Linked DNA regions of Mus musculus: all the other regions are linked to region 1. The links are chromatin contacts, called in public HiChIP or PLAC-seq and capture Hi-C maps. All regions are on one chromosome and are shown on one strand. The core of a region is the stretch at or near the end of the contact, and the rest is flanking DNA. Distances in the headings are between cores, read along the strand shown. Region 1 holds the start of Bcl6 (B cell leukemia/lymphoma 6). Region 2 holds the start of Tmem207 (transmembrane protein 207). Region 3 holds the start of Il1rap (interleukin 1 receptor accessory protein).

Region 1 (4,199 bases), core at 1,268-3,767:
GTCTCTGGATGGATCACGCTGCCCCCTCCCCTATTTTAAAGTTGTTTATTACACACACACACACACACACACACTCACACACACACATACTCACACCACACACCTCGCAAAGAAAAAGGGAAACCAGCGAACTGCAGAGGAAGCCAGAGGCATAGCTCAGAGCCACAAACTGTATTTCTAAACAGTCTCCTCTCTCTCTCTCTCTCCTTCTCTCTCTCTCCTCTCTCTCTCCTTCTCTCTCTCTCCCCCCTTCCATTCCTTGCTCTTTTCTTTTTTTTGTGGATAGTAATATACACTGGCATTGCAATATTTTCCTATGAGAACTATACAATGTTTGAAGGGGAAAAAGAGATAAAATTACTTCTTAGGGAGTGGGGTGCGATGCTTGTCAAGGACCCTGTAACTGCTTCTGAGTTCCAGCGCCGGGCTTGAGGTCATTTCTCACTACCCCTAGCACAAAAACTAAATTTCTATGGGAGGGAGCGCAACACAGAGATTATTTATTTTACTGTTAAAATAATATTGTTTGGTGCTGTTGTTTTTCATAGGGGACCTTTAAAACTCATTTTTGCAACACTAGCTCCATCTCTCGCCAGGGTTCCAATAACGCGGTATTATACAGGCAACGCAACCCGCAGTTCTCAAGACATTTAACGTTCACTGTTTCCGGCAGGGGTGGCCTCCAGCTCCCACTGCCCCCCAGGCAGCCCATTTCCTAGGTTCCAACTCTCAACCCACTCCCTCCCCGGGCCGCCGCCGCCGCTTTTCCCCATTCCTACTCCCTCCCTTGAGGAGAGCCACAGGTTGCAAATCCAACCAACCTCGCAATCTGTTTTTGCAAAATCACTCACAAAGATCTCCCTATCGCACCCGCTCCTCCCGTCCGGGGTCCCCCAGCAGGAATCACAAAGTACCCCTTCTTCCCTCCCTGATCTTGCAAATCAGGAACGCAGGCTGGGGCTCTGTTTTTCTTCCTTCTCCCAAAATAAGGACCTTGGGAATCTGAAGAGTGGCTATCGCTATACCCAGGGCCACTTTTTTTTTTTTTTTTTTTTTTAAACACAGCTTGCACCAAGGGGGAAAAATGAAATTAAATTTAGGAAAGGGAGGGAACTACCGCTGAGAGCCAACGCAGTCACGCAGCACCCAAAATACAAACACCGCGGCCGCCAGAAATCCCGCCACCTCTCCGGAGCTCCGGGCTGGCTGGCCAAGACCCCCCCGGGTCCCGCACGCTGAAAGCGCCGCAGGTGCAAAAAAAACAAAAAACAAAAAACAAAAAAACCGCGCACCCCTCTCCCACCCTCCCCCAAAATCCCTGTCCCGCCTTCAAGCCTCCTTCCTCGGGCTGGGCAGACCGAGCGCACCCGGGTTCCCGACTGCCTCGACTCCAACCAAGAAAGAGTAATTTTCAAAGTATTCAACGTCCCCGCCCCCCGTGCAAGCGAAGCCTTCCCAAAACACTGTCTCTCCTTGGGAAGATCACGGCTCTCAAAGGAAACTGCAGACACGATACTTCATCTGGCTTTATGACCAAAAAGAAAAGGGAAAATAAAACAACCAGCCGAGGAGTTGGCTTGCATTCCCCCCGCTGACTCCCGGCTCGGGTGCAAGGCAGGGACTGTGCGGGGCCGGGGCCGGGGCCGGGGCCGGTGGACGGCCGCCAACGCGGGCACCGGGAGAACTGAGCGGGGAGGGAGGCAGCGGCGGGGAAGGCAGTTTGCAAGCGAGCAGAGAAAGCAAGCCAAGCCGCGCGAAGCCGGCGGGGCCGCCGCGGTCCGCCCTCCCAGGCCGCGCAACCCAGCGCCCGCCGCCCCGCGCCCCTGCGTCTCCAAACACCGAAACAACACCGGGCAGGGCGGCACAGCCTCCCCGAGGCGGCCGAGGCGCTCCAAGACAGCAAAAAAAAAAAAAAAAAAAAAAAAAAAAGAAGAAGAAGAAGAAGAAGAAGAAGAAGAAGAAGAATACGTATGCGAAAAGCTAGATCCTACAGTGGGAGAGACGTGGGGCTGATCTTCGGCATTTATTTTAACACCTGACAGCTAGAATCAATAAATAGATACATTTATATCAATAGATACACATAGGAAACTTGGAGCCAAAGCATTTGGCAAAAGCGGAAAAAAAAAGAATTAAAAGGTAAAATAATGATCATGAGCAGCGGCGGCGGCAGCGGCACCAGCGGCAACAGCGGCGGCGGCGGCAGCGGCAGCGGCGGCGGCAGCAACAGCAATAATCACCTGGTGTCCGGCCTTTCCTAGAAACTTCTTGCATCACCACTTCTAAGAACCCCAGTTCTAAGAATCAACAGAGCTCAATTCTCGGAATTTGAGCTGCGGGCTTTACCATTGCTCCGCAGCAGGGGAGGACTCGGTGGCAGCGGCGCGCTCCGCAGCGCCCTCCCGGCCGGCAGAATGCCTCGGGGCCGCGCCGCTCGCCGCCCTATAGTGCGGATCGTGGTTCCCGCAGCACCGCCGCCCGGAACACCGGGGGTCCCGAGGCGGGCGCGCGCGGCTACAAGGCGACCCTCCCTGCCCCGGGCCACCGATGGAACCGCCCGCTCCGCCGCCGTCACGTGGGCTCCGTGACGTCGGCGTCTTCGCTGTAGCAAAGCTCGGCCTCTGGAATTCTGAGAACTAATTTGCTATTCGGTGACATAAGAGGGAGAGTGCGCTTTGCTTTCCCGGGGTCTGGGGCTAATTCTTCCTCTCCTACCCATAAACTCGGCTCCTCGAGCTAAATACACAAAAGGGAGCGAGAGAGTTGAGCCGTTAGAACAAGTGTGTTAGAGGCAGGTTTAGAGAGACGAGGGAGGGAGAAAACAATAAATACCACAGCTCCTTCCAGCTAGAGTATTAGGCACCACGAGAAAAATATTTGCCAAGCAGTTTTCGGTGGGTTCATTTGTTTTCTTTTTATTTGGGACAATTATGTTGGGGCGGGGGGGGGGTCCTTTGGGGATGGTGGCTTGGGATGCTCCTGTTGTATTTTAATGATTTAGGTGGGGTTTTTTTTCCGCTTCTGATTTTTGCCTTTTGCAAGTTTGTGGTGTTATGTAAATCGTCGGGACTGTCATTCGTTGGTTTTATTGTCTCCCTGCGTTCTCGCTTTCTCTCTCTCTCTCTCTCTATCTCTCTCTCTCTCTAAAGGTGCAATATTTCAACCTAATACCATTGACAGAAGCTTACATTTTTGGCCACATATGACAGCCCCAACCTCCAACACCACCACCGCTCCCCGCCCGCCCCCCCCGCCCGCCCCCCAGCCGCCCTTGGTACAATTTCCTTTTCCTCTTGGACTTTTGCTGAAGCTTTCCTGCACTTGAAAGAGATGTAAAAGGATTTGGATTGGTTTGGTTTGTTTCTTTCCAGGACAGCGAGTGGTGGGTTTACTCTGTTACTGTTGACTCTCAGGAAATTTCTTGATGCTAGAAATGTGTGTGTGGGTACGTGTAATGTTTGCCTGTTACAACATTCTGTGAAGCCAAATACATGTTTGTATTTTGCTATTTTCTTAAGGTCTTGAACATTCCCCCCACCCTTTTTTTTAAACCCCCACTGGGTTCGTTTCAAGGTCGTCGGGAGAAAGGAAAAAAAATCTCTTCAGTATGTGTTGAAGGGATCAGCCTGAGGGAATTCTAAAGGCCTGGCTGCCAGGATCACAGATACTGCGCGTATTGAGTACAGGCTGTGCTACACTAGGCGCACTGCTCGCAGCCGGGTCCTCTAGGCTTTGGAGCAGAGCTGAGGGGAGGAGAGGAGCGGAATCTTTCTTTCCCTTCTTTCTTCCTTTATTTTAAAAGGTGAATACAGGGCAGACTCCTTTCACGGTGGGCCCTGGGTTATGTGTTCATAGCTGCAGTTTCCTTATTTAAATGTTGGTCGGGGTTTTTGCCCTCCTACTCATCCCTGGATGAGTGAGACTCTTGTTTCTTTTATGTCTGTCTCTTGCAAGAAGGGTGTGAGCTAAATAATATTCAGATTCCTTAAGAACTAGAATGAACTCAAAGTGTTTGGAGCAAAAGACTCTTTCAAAGGTCAGGCTGTTCTGGGCTTTAGCTGTGAAAGTCCTTCAAGTGGCTCGTTAAATCACAGAGGGGTTTTCAAGCATTCGCAAAATATCTCCACATATTAATTTCTAATGAATACTTGTGGACCACAACCCTAAACGTGGGCTTAAAAATAGAGATGCAAGCAGAG
Region 2 (3,948 bases), core at 980-3,479, 2.5 Mb after region 1:
ATAGGAGAAGAACCCAAGAGAAACAAAAGACTTGAGATCCATGAACTCCTGCATTATTCAATAAAGTGATGACAGTGACAATTACCTTTCCTGGTTGGTTGTTATTGTTTTTGTTGTTGTTTGTTTTGTTTTTAGAAATCATGATTTTGTTTAAACATGACTATCTTTAGTGCTTTAAAATGACTTGAGTCTGCTGAGTCTATGAATTTTTCAAATGCTAAATAAATACAATATTTTGTTACTTACATTTCATTTTCTTCACAGGATAGATCCGAGAGCACTCGCTGAAACACATATTTAGAACAATAAACTTCAAGCACTGTATTGGTCTAATCCTTTAATGAAAATAGTGCCTAGAGATAGTGTGATTTTACATCTTTTCTTCTCCTCTTCTCTCTCTCTCTCTAAGCTTCGCAGCATTGTTTTTTGTTGGTACACAGAATTTTAATTGAAAAAAAATTGTCTCTGGGTAGATTCTTAAATTCAGCAGGAGTAGGAAATCTACTGAAATTCCTCTTTATACTACAGGATCTGAACAGTATATTGTTTTCTCCACAGACTTTGCGTGATCTAGACAGCCATTGGGACCCTTGAGTTTCTGTTTTCTCATTTAAGTGAGAAGCAAGAGGGTCATTATTTATTATTATTTTCATGTTAAAGAATAACATTCCCAGTCAATGGAAACAGAACTCAATCAATAACTTTTAACAGTATTTAAATATACATGTAAAGTAAGTGCTTTTAATTACTGACGTAAATTTATGGTCACATGATATTCCTGTTTGGGGGGAAAAATAAAATAAAACCTTCCATCTATCAAAGAAGAAAAGAAATAACCTTTGAGAGGTCCAAAATCCTCAGCAATCTAACAAAGTTTTCTTAGTTCTAGGTGATGAACTTTAGAGGCTACAGTATTTCACACCCATAATCACAAGAAAAGAGGTGTTTCTTTTTAGATACTCTTTTTGTATGCTACTTTGACTCTATGAATTGACACTCTCTTGTACAATGAGACATTCAAACATCACTTAATGTAACACTGAGGCTTGGAAAGGTCACTTGAAGCATTTATTTTTCCAGACTATCACATGTAAATATAAGTACAAATAAATTGTTACAAATTTCAAGTGATAGGTTTGGGGTTTTTGTATTTAATATGTGCATTCCCCTTGATCTCAAATGTGCCTTTCTTTTTTTTTTTTTTTTTTTTTAGCACCTAGTATTTATGCCATATGGAGCAATGGATTGGCCATCAGAGAGCATGGTAATGAACAATTTATAAGCACAGAAAATGAGTTGTATTCTCTTTTGCTAAAATGCTGCAAAGAGATTTGCATACTAACCGGGAGGAAATGAGCATTCAAATTCTGTCTATAAAGAAACTTTGTTTATGACGAGATGTAAACCATTTGGGATCTAGCTTAACAGATAAAACAAATTAAGCCAACCTTTCCCTTTCAAGTCACATCCCAGTCTTCTCTGTCTGTTGTACCCTAGCAAGGAGCGTGTGGTATCTCATTATCACCACCAAAGGGCCAATGCATTAGCTGCCAATCTCCCAGGCTGTTATGACATAAAGAAAGGAGGTCTTAATACGCTGCAACCTTCGATCTTTCAGACACCTTGCCTTCAAGTAAGAGACATACAAGGATGCCATTATTGGTTACAAAAAGATGCCACCACAGACTAGCCACATAAACCTAAATATGGCTCTGTCTGCAGCAGTCATCACTGAAAAACTGTCAAGAATCCAGGGAGCTGCAGAGATTGGTAAACATTTTCTAAATTAGAAGAGCCATAGTATTTTTTGTGTCAATAGTATTTCTGTGTTTGAAAACATCGCAAAGTATTACAAAATAAAGTGTACATTTACATCACGGATTTCAACAGCATTGCAGCTAGGAACAAAGAAATGAGACTTGAGGCCATGGATGTTCTAGTTTTCATTTTTGGAAAATAACTAATATAAATCATGGGGTGCTGGTAGAATCTTGAAGAGAATCCTTTACACGCAGTAGTTAAATCACACAAAGGACAAATTCTCAGTATATCAACCCCAAAGAGACCTCCAAAAGCTACTAAAAGCATCAATGATTACCTGGAATAGTGGCAAACACAGGCATCCCGCAGTTACGATTTTGGAAGCGACACGGAAAGGACTTGATGTTGACATGCTAAAAAGAAAGATGTACCCAGATACTGTGGCTTACTCACTCTAATTAACTCTCTCAGAATATATTAGCTGCTCTATGCTATGTGTCCTGCTGCAGTGTGCATTAATGATGGAGTATGTGACCACGAAAGGGCATCCAGGGACAGAATGTTAGCTGCATGCTCACAGGTACTAGGAGCTCAAGGAGTTTAAGGTCAGAACCCAGGGACTGTTTGTTAAGGCTTTTAAATGCTGACCTGCAAAGCCAGCTGGTTGTTTGAACAACTTTCAGTATTCAAGTGCATATTTAATTCCAGGGAACATGTGAGGGTTTTCTTTCTTTCTTCTTTTTATTTATTTATTGTTTATATAACACCTTGTACTGTATACATTAATTCAATCTTCTATGCTTTGTAGACCATCTTTGCTCTTCTTTTCCTACATATCATTTTGAGTAGGAGGTTGTCCTCAGCGTTGAGTCTCCAGTGATCAGATTAGCAAATTTAAAATTTAAAAATAGAGTGGGAACGGGTAGATATGTAAATATGTCCTTTCATAGATAACTAAAAATACTAGAAGTTAATTACTGGAAAATATCAGCTAAATTACAAAGCACCCTTCGGCCACAGCTTTACTTTTCTAGAATGTATCTACATCTTTATATATTGCTTAAATCTGTAAATGGTGCCTATAATAATTTGAAGTGCTGCTCACTGAAACACTGAATGTCCATCAACATGATCAAATACCAAATGGCTACATGCATGCAGCGGAATAGGAGGAGGCTATTATGATTATTTCCATGAATTTCTAAATATGAGGTCAGACACAGAGAGTGATGCAGAAAATGCTCTTAGTGCTATTTTTAAATACAAGTAACAAATGATAGAAGTCAGCCTATATAGCTTGTTACTATTATATATATATGTATATATAAAGGAAGGCAGAGTTAGTGGAGTTTTTTTCTTGTGTAAAATATGCTGCATATGCTTTTATGTGTACAGAATGTGACATAGATTGTCAAAAGTATTTGTAAAAGAGAACTGGAGACTAAGAAAAGAAGTGTGGAAGGGGAAAGTTTCACTATCAGTTTCTTGTCTGGTCGCTACACGTACATTTTGTCTATATGTCACTCAAATGCGTTCACATTTAAAGGGACAAATCTGAAATCAAATATCTAGAATTCAGATCATGGTGCAACCTAAATCCCACAATAGTTTACTAAATTCGATTTTAATTATTATATAGGAACCCATTTATGATTACATCCATAGATTACTCCGGAAACAAAGCTCCAGCTCTGAACTTGGATTTAAAGCTTCTGGATTATTTGCACTGTGTCTGGACAGGCGAAGCAGACTCAGTGACAGCCATGGTCTGTTTAGTATGCAGACACAGACACAGCCATGAATTTCAAAGCAGAGGAAGGGCTCAGTGCCAACACCAACAGGAGAAAAGTAAACCAAGCCTACAGTATTATTTGTGCCTCAGACAGCCTCCATTTTGAGTGTCTTTGAAGCCTGTAATTAAACAGAATGAAAAATAGGCTTTTCACTGGTGAACTTATTTATTAGTCGGTCAGAAGCCTGACTTCCGTCAGCAAAGTCAATGATCTTAAGAATTTCTGGGAAAGAAGGGAAGGCCAGATGATGAGAAAAGAGATGGAATGGAAACAGGGGCTCAATGCTTGGGTTAGCCTTAGAAACTGGCACAATGACCAACCGAATACAAGGAATAAATAATTCTTGTCTAATAGCGCATGACTGTGCAGCCGGGGGCTAGCTAGAGGCATAGCG
Region 3 (3,914 bases), core at 479-2,978, 2.6 Mb after region 1:
ACAAAATCATTAGTGTAGTGCTTAATAAGTGTACTACATTAAAAGGAAAAGTTGATGCCTGGAATATGTTTAATGAATGAGGAAGAAATCAAAGAATTTTATTTGTGCTTATCACCAGTAACTTAAAAAATGTCCTAGATCATTTCTTCTTTGCATCAGTGACAATCTTATGGGCATGGAGTATGTGTCAGATATCCATACATAAAATAATAATGTAACGGCTCAATTGTCTTGAGGTCAGGAGACACAGAAGCATCTCAGTTAGTTCTTTTAGGAAGGTATTGCAGTGTGAATATGAACTCTTCCCCCATAGGTTTGTGTGTTGAATAACTGGTCTGTTTCGGGAGAGTCTGGAAATTTAGGTTCGAGCTCTAGTTTGGAGGAAGGAGGTTGGTGCAGCACGGATGTGACAGTTCTATCTGGTCCCTTGCCTTCTTCCTTCCCTGTGCTTTTGCTGGTGCAGAAAGTGATCAGCCTCTCCTCTTCCCACAATGCAACACAAAGGTACTGGAGCAGAAGAGTCAAAGTAGTTGCTTCCATCACTTAAGTTGTCCTTTCAGGTGTTTTGGTTACAGCAGTGTCACGGAAGTGTGCAAGGTTTGAACAGCCAGCATCTTTAGGAAGGCTGACCTTTCTTGGCTCTTATTTTGTTCCCAAGCACACACACCCTTTCCTTTTACACCCCTTTCCTCATTGCTTAATTGCTTCATCTGGGACTCAATTTCTCAAATAAACAAATTAATAAGACACAGTTAAGTAGTTTGAGGGTGGGGCAGACAAGGAGGTGGCAAGGAGCAAGGCCTGTGAGAAGAGACAAGTATGGTTGGCAGATTGCCTTTGTTGGGGATACTCTGAAATGAGGACCGTGTTTGAAGGGCCTTGTTCTCGAGGAGGCTTTTGAACAAGGAAACTGATGTAAGGAAGACCATTATACAGATCCTCAGATGATTACATAACTGCAGTGTATAGTAGAGATGGCAGCTAAAGCTTTTCTAAGGACCCGGTGATAGGAGAATGACGGAATAGAAAATTATTTTCTTCTGTAATCGATTATTCCATTCAATCACCAATGCATTCTTCTTTGTCAGCTTATTCGTCTTGAATGCTAGCTTTTTTGCCTCTCATTATACTAGTGGCTGATTATGATAGTGGACGATACTGATAATGTCCTACTGTCATGATGGGTGCTCTCTTTCCTGTGTCCCCTACTTCTAGCAGAGCAAGATAGGGCTCCTGACTAAGGAGAAGGCTGTGCTGCCGCTGGTTCCTGTTGCTCTAGGAACTCGACACATGGTGGGTTCTCTGGGGTGCAGCCTTAATCGACTCATGGCCATTAGTATGTGACAGGTGAATACACAGACCAAAGGAACCGTAGGCTAGGACCCACTTGGGTTGCAGGACCGCGATCTTCAGTGGAGCACAACGGTGCGCTTAGGTGTGCAGAGGCTCTGGACCTGCTCTGAGTATTTTGGTCTTGAGACCAACCGGCTGCAGGGCTAGCCCTTCCTTGCACGTTCCGCCCCAGCCCCAGTGGCCCACGCGGTGGCACCCAGCGCAGCCTGGCATCCGCCAGCGGGCGGACCCCACGCGGCTCCTCCTCGCGGCGGGCGGGACTGCCCCGCGTGCGGCCCCAACCCTAGCCTTGGGAAGCCCGGATCGCGGGCGGAGCGCGATTCACCGCGTGGGTGGAGTCTGTGACTGGATCCCAGGGCCAATCGCGCGGTGGCGGGGGAGGAGCTCCGGAGGGGGAAAAAGAAAGTGCGGCGGAAAGTAAGAGGCTAGTCGGGGAAGGCTGCCAGCATCTGGCTTTCCTAGGTTCGGCTTGGACCAGGGCGCTGAAAGAGGCAGTGGTCGGCCACCCTGCATCCATCTGGTCGCTGTCGCCGAGCCTGCTGGGCTGGCCCGATAAGGTGAGTCTTGCTCTGCAGGGAGGGCTGGGTTGAAATGGCCAGCCGCAGTAACTCCGGGTAGTAGGAATTCTTGTAGATCGTCTTCCACAACCCTTCTGGTTTACAGACAGCAAAACTGAGACACGGAGCGAGACTGTGGCCAGGCTAAACAAATCACACTACTAACTAGTAGGGCGGTCGGGGTTCGAACTTAGCAAATTGGAGGCCTATTTCGCCCGGGGCTGTGCGGGTTCTCAGGCTTTTGAGGGATCTATTTCAGGGTCCTTGTGCCTAGGGTTCTCAGGAGTGCCGCTGTAAGCTTGAGGCGAGCAGGAGGCTGTGTCCCAGCACACCCACTCCATCACATCGTAGCTCGCAGTCCCAGCTATGACAGCCCTGGGGAGAGGCTGCCAGCAAGCAGCCTTGCTAGCTCCTTTCCTGACCTGCTTTTTTTTTTTTTTTTTTTTTTTTTTTTCTTCTGAGGGACGTTCCTGCCTAGGGTCTCTTTCAGGCAGTGAGTTCAGGAAGAAGGAAGAGACTACAGGTGCTGGCCACCACTCTCCCAGCCTTGGAGATAGCAGGAACTGTTTTCCTTGAGGGGTGGGGGTGGTGGGCAGGACATGGGATGCCTGTCCTTTAGAACAGCTGGTGCCTGAAGCCTCCTTCTACCTCTAAGTCCTAATTGGGAATAGGGAAGCCTAGTTAAAGAGAAAATCAAAAACACGAAAGCGAACTTCTGCTGTTTCCATTAGGAGACAGTTGCTCCCTTCCCTCCGCAAACCCACTGATTGTGAAATTGTGAACCAAGGCGCTACGGAAAACATTAGATGCTTTTCCATGCAATAAGCTATGGTTACCAATAAGCTGAAAAGGTTATCTTCTGTCTGTGCCTTTGCCTTGTGTTGGCTGTGTAAATTTGGGCAGTTTAGCTCACCTTTCTGAGACTATTTCAAGTAGCAAAATGGACACTAGAATGCCCCCTGTGAATCCTAGGGGTAGTTAGGAGGATGAAATAGAACAGTTCAAGTGACATGTTCAGAGTGGTGCCTGGCCTGGCGACTTTGGCAAATATTGCTCTGTACTAATATTGGCTTCACTGGGTTTGAGAAGGGTTATTTTCTACTACCTTGGTGTGACTTTTTTTTTTAAATCTAAAAGTAGAATGATATTTAGCCTTTAGAGTTTGAGCATTTAAAAATATTTTTTGCATTCAATTTTGTGTGTAGGTGGGTACATGTGTGTACGTGTGTGGGGAGGTCAAAGGACTGTGTGTGTGTGTGTGTGCATGCACATGATGCACATGTGTGTGGAGGTCAAAGAAAATTTCTCAGGAATCCTATCTCTCCACCATGTGGGTGGAACTCTTCTGGTGTTCAGGTTTGGGGGCAGTCATCCTTACCTGGCAGGCCCGAGCAGTTCTTTACAGTGCTTTCTAAACATGGTCCACAGGTAGACTCGCTTGATCATTTGATGTTTGAGCAATGCGAATTTCCTCCTCCTTTTGAGGTCAAGCCTCCAGCCTGGGAACTGCCTTGATAGGAGGCATCCTGCATTGGCAAAGAAGGTTTTTAATGTTTGATAAAGGATGAAAAAGACAAGGAGAAGAAGCTTGAAGTTATAGCAATGCCTTCCATTGCCCCAAGCCTTCTAGTCCTGTTCTTTGGTCCATCTCTACTTCATATTCTGTAGCTAATATCAAGAAGCAAGGGGATTTTTGTATATTGTTCAGTAACACTGGGTAAGTTCAGTCTCTTCTGGATACTAATTGGCTTTATTTAAACCCAAGCACACACATATGCTCACATGAGCCTTCCTGTGTTACTTGTCTTTTAAAATGAAGCAGCTTCCATAGATACCTCCACCTGACTTGCATGACAATTGATTTTATTTTGATCCATATGATTATTTACTACCATCTACTGGCCACAGTGCAAGTCCCTGAAATGAGTAGTTAGCATTTATAAGGGGCTGCCTCCTTCCTTCACAGTCCACAGCACTTGCCTGCAGTATTGATGAACTCCAGGG

Evidence for each region. HiChIP or PLAC-seq counts read pairs in DNA pulled down with a chosen protein or histone mark. Capture Hi-C pulls out chosen DNA fragments and counts their contacts.
Region 2: an H3K4me3 HiChIP or PLAC-seq map of embryonic forebrain shows a contact between it and region 1, with 12 times the contacts expected there. The contact joins the promoter of Tmem207 here to the promoter of Bcl6 in region 1. A contact is called at or near these places in 2 of 115 datasets of contacts at active chromatin or transcription factors (astrocytes and embryonic forebrain).
Region 3: a capture Hi-C map of embryonic stem cells shows a contact between it and region 1, with 7 times the contacts expected there. The contact joins the promoter of Il1rap here to the promoter of Bcl6 in region 1. A contact is called at or near these places in 2 of 39 promoter capture datasets (the 3T3-L1 cell line and embryonic stem cells) and 1 of 9 other capture datasets (embryonic stem cells).

The regions. Positions count from the first base shown.
Region 1 is chr16:23,986,335-23,990,533 of GRCm38.p6, forward strand. Bcl6 (B cell leukemia/lymphoma 6) reads right to left here and starts at 2,518. Exons shown (of 10, transcript NM_009744.4): 1 at 2,241-2,518. It overlaps Gm31527 (a long non-coding RNA gene), which reads left to right and starts at 1,933. Exons shown (of 2, transcript XR_384770.3): 1 at 1,933-2,894.
Region 2 is chr16:26,524,542-26,528,489 of GRCm38.p6, forward strand. It overlaps Tmem207 (transmembrane protein 207), which reads right to left and starts at 2,230. Exons shown (of 5, transcript NM_001101640.1): 1 at 2,099-2,230; 2 at 247-284. The coding sequence starts at 2,173.
Region 3 is chr16:26,579,977-26,583,890 of GRCm38.p6, forward strand. It overlaps Il1rap (interleukin 1 receptor accessory protein), which reads left to right and starts at 1,729. Exons shown (of 11, transcript NM_001159318.1): 1 at 1,729-1,910.